2 separate regions of the Delphinus delphis genome follow, and region 1 is linked to region 2. Evidence: chromatin contacts called from public Hi-C data. All regions are on one chromosome and are shown on one strand. Each heading gives the region's core, a stretch centred on a gene start, on an enhancer-like site or on the middle of the called end of the contact. The rest is flanking DNA. Distances are from core to core; before and after follow the strand shown.

Region 1 (2,700 bases), core at 45-2,544, 540 kb before region 2:
CAGTGAAATTCTACACTTAGTTTTTCTGCACTCATAAAAAAATGTGAAAATGTTATCTAATTTGTGAGCCCTCATTAGAACACGAGCAGAAATCCAGTTTTGTTGGAACGATTCTAGTTTTCATTTTCATTTTCTAGGTATCAGGAAGACCAAGGGAAAGTGCTGGATCCCTTCTGGAAGTTGCAAATCTCAAGAGAAAGTGCTCTTCTCTCTCACAAGATGGGTCAAGACTTGAGGTGCAGTAATGGTCTCTGATGTCCAGATTAAGGCAGGTGATATACAGCCCTCTGTACTCCGCAGAAGTCAGATACTATTTGAAGGAATTGTACCTAGTGTTAGACGCCATATTCTAAGAGTCATGATAAATTAGGGAACATCAGAGAGAGGGCATCCAGAATGGTGAGGGTCTGAAAATCATGTCATGAAACAACTATTTAGAAAACTATTTGGTCTGGAAAAGAAATGATTCAAGGGGGCATGTTAGCTGTCTTCAAATGGCCGAAGACAGAGTCCAGTGAGAGAGTTAAGATGGATTCTGTGTTTCTCTATCTATGTAGATGGATTCTGCGTTAGCAGGGGGATTTCAGCTTCCTATAAGAATTCTAATGGGAGTGATTCCAAATGCTACGGGCTGCATTTTGAAGACGCCCAGGTCATGCCAGCCACTGAAGTTTCTTTCAGCTTTAAAATCCTTAAAAAAAATAAGAGTGAGGCAGCCAACACTCAGGTATTATGACCACTGGGGCACTTAAGGTCATTGGGAGATTTTACTACTCAGGTTTGCAAAACCTACAATAAATTTCTTTCTAGGTACTTGGTCTTCCATTAAGTAACACAGCCTCCAGGTGAACAATGATGACTGAGTTACCAAGTGACCAAGCACGGCTCCAACAGGCCATGGATTTTTCTATTCAGTATCTTTGACATTTTATTTTTGGAAAAATTTCTTTTAAAAAAATGAGGGGGGGGGGAATAATAAGCTTCAGCATGGTTACCAGTCACCATTTTTGAAAAGAGAGAACCAACTTTGAAAAAATTATTTCAGGTTTGGTACAGCTTTTCTCCAACCACCAGGAGAAAAGACTCTCCAGGGTGGCTCCTGACCTTACCTGATACATTCCACAGACTCCGGCCTCGACTTTAGATCTTGATCTTTGGCTGCTACTCCAAAATGAATAGGAAAGAGCCCCCCGAGGATAATGTCCCCTTTCTTCTGGGCTCGCTGGTCAGGCCCATAGGCAGAAGTACACCAGGTAAAAGCCAAGAAGATCCAACAGCAGCTATAAAATGCCATAGTTCTGCTTTCTCTCCAGGGGGAGGGACAAGGGTGCTGGTGGTCTGGGGGCCCCTGAGAACTTTCCCCCTTGGTGTGACTTACTCCCTGCGGTGGAGGCACATGTCTACAGAATTAGTAACAGAATGGAACCGTGGTGTTTGAATTTCCACTTCTGCCCTCTCCATCGCAGGCTAGTGAGGCGGGTGGTTCTTGAGTCTTCAGAAGCCACATCATGCAGAGACCGCGGGTAGTACTTTCTAAAAACAAAAGAGAAACAAAATGAATTCAACTAAGCCTAAATCCCATGTTGTTATGATGACTGAAACAGAAGTGGCTCAGAATTTCCACTTAGAGAGGCTGAGGGGTAGCAGGTGGGGAGGGCATGGCTTTGAGCCTCATTTTTATAGCACTTCACATAAGATACAGAACATTTCAATTGCCCATATCAGAGAAGGACCATGTTCATTTTAAAGAGGCCATTGATAAGCTGAGGCCTTCACTGATGTTGCCACTGGATTTTAATCCCTTCATTCTTCCGTGTGAATAATGCACAGAGTTGGCCTAGTGGTAGCAGTTCCTTGTATTATACTACTAGTAATGCTATTTTATTCACCATATATGTTTGTATGGAAAATACAGAATGAGTCATAGTTAAGTTTAAATCTGACTCCAAATCAAACAAAAATGTCAGAGAAGGCCACTTATTTTTATTTATTATTGTACTCCCCCCACCCCACTTTCGGGGCCTCCTCATCCCAGATTTCTGGTTCCATTTATAATATGATACTCCATAAACCTTTGAAGAATAGTTCTTGGAAAGGATGCAGGTAAATCAAGGGTTGGATTATGTTCTACCAAACTCTACAGCTGGATCTAGGGAATGGTCCTTCTGCTTCAGCATCATTATCCTAGTAGGAACTCTCTGCTCTTCTCGCTCCACACACTATCTCACCCACTCTGTGGGTCAATTACTAATTACCAGTTACATGCCAATGTTGACTAACTATACAGCCTCTCCTGAGGTTCAGGCCCAAGCACTGAACTGTCGACTGGACATCGCCACCTGGATGTCCCACAGGTGCTTCCAACTTGACAGACTCTAAACTCACCTTCCTCCCAACCTTGTTCCTCCTTCACTGTCTTCTTCCTCAGCAAACGACATGCCATCCACAAAGACACAAAATAAGGAATCCTCCTTACCCCCTCCCTCTTCTCATCATCATCCTTCATATTCAAACAACCACCACGTCCTGTAGACTCTACTTCCTAAATCTCTTTGGAATGCATCCACACCTTCCCATTTCCAAGGCCATCTTAAGTACCCTGGCATTTCTTATTTGGGTTTATGTAACTATTTCCTAACTGGTCTTCCTGCCTTCAGTCTTGTCCCTTTGCAACCCACCTCTGCAAGTCTTTGGATGCCA
Region 2 (2,700 bases), core at 178-2,677:
CAAAGACTGATTGGCTACAGAGTTGCTGCACTGTTGACCCCTATGCTACACTGCATCTCTGAAAGATCTTCCATGACTACAATCTAAATTAGGATCCTTTTATATCTTTGATAGCACTCTATTCTTTTTTGCCTGAGCAATAGTACAATTTAAAATTATCAATTAATTAATTAGTTTAATGTCTGTCTCCTCTAGTCTCTTTCACTTTGAGAGCAGGAGCCATTTCTTCCATTTCCCTGCCATATACCCAATGCCTAGCACGTAGTAGACGCTCAATAACTAGTTGAGTGAATGATTGCAAGAAAGGTTAACTAAGAAAAATGTTTCCTTCATGGAGTAATGTCTCCATCTTGTGGAATTTTAGAATACTGTCCAAAAAATTTTTCTTTTAACAAGGAAGGTTTCACAGGAGAATTGATTCTCCTATTTCCCAGACTACAAGTCCGGGAAATATGAGAATTTTTGTTGTTGTTATTGGACTGGTCCTTTTGAGACTTTTAGAGCTGTAGAAAAGCACCACCCCTTCAGGGCAGGCCTTTCCCTGACTAGATTTGCTTGGTGAAACGAATTGTGCAACTGGGTAATTAACTGGCATCAGTTTAAGTCCAGAACTCGTTTGATTCTACCTTGCCAAAGGTAGAGCACAGATCCATTAACAAACTCTTGGCTCCGAATGATCACTCGGGCACATCCAGAGCCCCTTCTATGCAGCGTTCTACTACCTAAGAGGTCTATCGGCCGCAGTCCCTATCTCTCCATCACATATTCCTCACAGCGTATGATGGCTAAAGTAGAAATTGTGTACAGAAATAACCTCTGCCCTACCATCTGTAAATCAGTTATACATATACATATGTTCCCATATCTTGTTATAAAGCAGAAAGTAAAGCAGGAGTAAATTGCACTTCATTCTAAATCCCAAATTTTACTTGTATAATATTTTGCACATATAATTTGTAATAATTGTTTTAAAAATACAATATGTTAAATAGAGCTACTTCTCTACCTATTATGGGCAGTTCATTTTATGAAGTTAACATAAACTTGCTATTTAAACCAGACATGGACAAAAAGAAAAGGAAAAACTTTAAGCCAGTATGATTATAATTGGAGATTATATATACTGAGTCTGGTTTTTCCCCCCGTTTAATCTAGGTCCAAGTCTGGTTCTCTTTCACTATCCGACAACCGAGGTGACAGGCCGGAGGTCTACGACACCAGCGAGAGCCCCTCCTTCCCCACGATTCTATGGTCCTCAGGTTACTCTCGTCACTGGGAACTCTATGGTTCCGGGGCGGGCTGGGAGGCCTGAGTTTGAAAGCCGTGGCGGGAAGATGGCGGCCGCACCTGTCGCCAACTTCCGTTTCTTCCGAGCGGGAGGACGCAGGGACTGTGCCTTTCCCTGAATGGCCGAGAATATTTCGCGATGAATCTGACTCGCTGGAGTGGGAAACGACGACGTTCAGCACCAGGCTCAGACTTCTTTTCGGGAAGTGGCGGTGACAGCAGTGACAGCCCCCTGCTCCTCTCGGGGCCGGTGCTGAGCCCGCCCCCGGGCCTGAGACGCAGCCTGAAGGACCGCGGCCGCCCGCCGGCTAGAGCTGCAGGTACTCCCAGGCACTCCGTGGGCAGCGGGCGAGGTAGGCAGCTCAGCCGGGCCACTCGTCGGGAGGTGTCCTCACCGCGCGGAGCTCGCGCGTTTGCACGGCCTGCTAGGCTTCTACTCCCCTTTCTCAGTTTGTGACTAGGACCTGGTGCGGCACGTCACTTTCTATTGACGTGGAAGAGCTTTCAGTCCATATTCAGCGACTGTCTTCAAGTGGTTTCTGGGTCTTTTCGACCTTTATTTACAGAAACAACTTACTAGCTGGCCAAATCTCATCACCTGTAGGGAATTCACTCCTAATAGTGCCCAGTGCTCCTTACAGATCCTTATATTGTATGTGTTTTATGTCAGGATGTACTTTAAATAGCCTCTTTACAACACATAGGAATCCCAAAACACAGTGGAAAGCAAATTACTGAAGTCTTATGTTAGAACTAAATTCAACTATTTCCTTTTTTTTCCTAAAAGGGAAATGCAAGCAGACGTTTCCTGACGATAAAGTAGACAAGCTGCTATTGGCAAACTGGGGGCTTCCTACAGCGGTTCTGGAGAAATATCACAGTTTTGGTGTAAAAAAGATGTTTGAATGGCAAGCAGAGTGCCTTTTGCTTGGACAAGTCCTGGAAGGAAAGAATTTAGTCTATTCAGGTATTCAAATTTGTGCAAGTTAATTTCTCTACTATTTTTAAGACATTATTAATGTAAAGGACACTCTATTGAGGTAAGGTGAGTGAGAGAGTGCTTTATAACTAGAGAAAGTCTTAAAATATTTGAAAAGCAGAGTTTCATCATATGCATACTTAAATTATGAAAATTCCATTAGATGGTAGGGTGGGGGAAGGCAAAAACCGAACAATTTAAACAGAATTATCTGCCTACCATTCCTCTCAAAAAACATGTGTCCCAGAGCTTCCCTGGTGGCGCAGTGGTTGAGAGGCCACCTGCCGATGCAGGGGACACGGGTTTGTGCCCCGGTCCGGGAAGATCCCACATGCCGCGGAGCAGCTGGGCCCATGAGCTGTGGCCGCTGAGCCTGCACATCCGGAGCCTGTGCTCCGCAACAGGAGAGGCCACAAGAGTGAGAGGCCTGCGCA

The links. A called contact is a pair of places that touch in the nucleus more often than the background predicts.
Region 1: a Hi-C map of lung shows a contact between it and region 2, with 8 times the contacts expected there. The contact joins the promoter of CASR here to the promoter of POLQ in region 2. A contact is called at or near these places in 2 of 3 Hi-C or Micro-C datasets (lung and muscle).

Annotation. Positions count from the first base shown.
Region 1 is chr4:67,523,092-67,525,791 of mDelDel1.2, reverse strand. It overlaps CASR (calcium sensing receptor), which reads right to left and starts at 1,294. Exons shown (of 6, transcript XM_060009909.1): 1 at 1,110-1,294. The coding sequence starts at 1,294.
Region 2 is chr4:66,978,415-66,981,114 of mDelDel1.2, reverse strand. It overlaps POLQ (DNA polymerase theta), which reads left to right and starts at 1,427. Exons shown (of 30, transcript XM_060009907.1): 1 at 1,427-1,607; 2 at 2,075-2,254. The coding sequence starts at 1,427.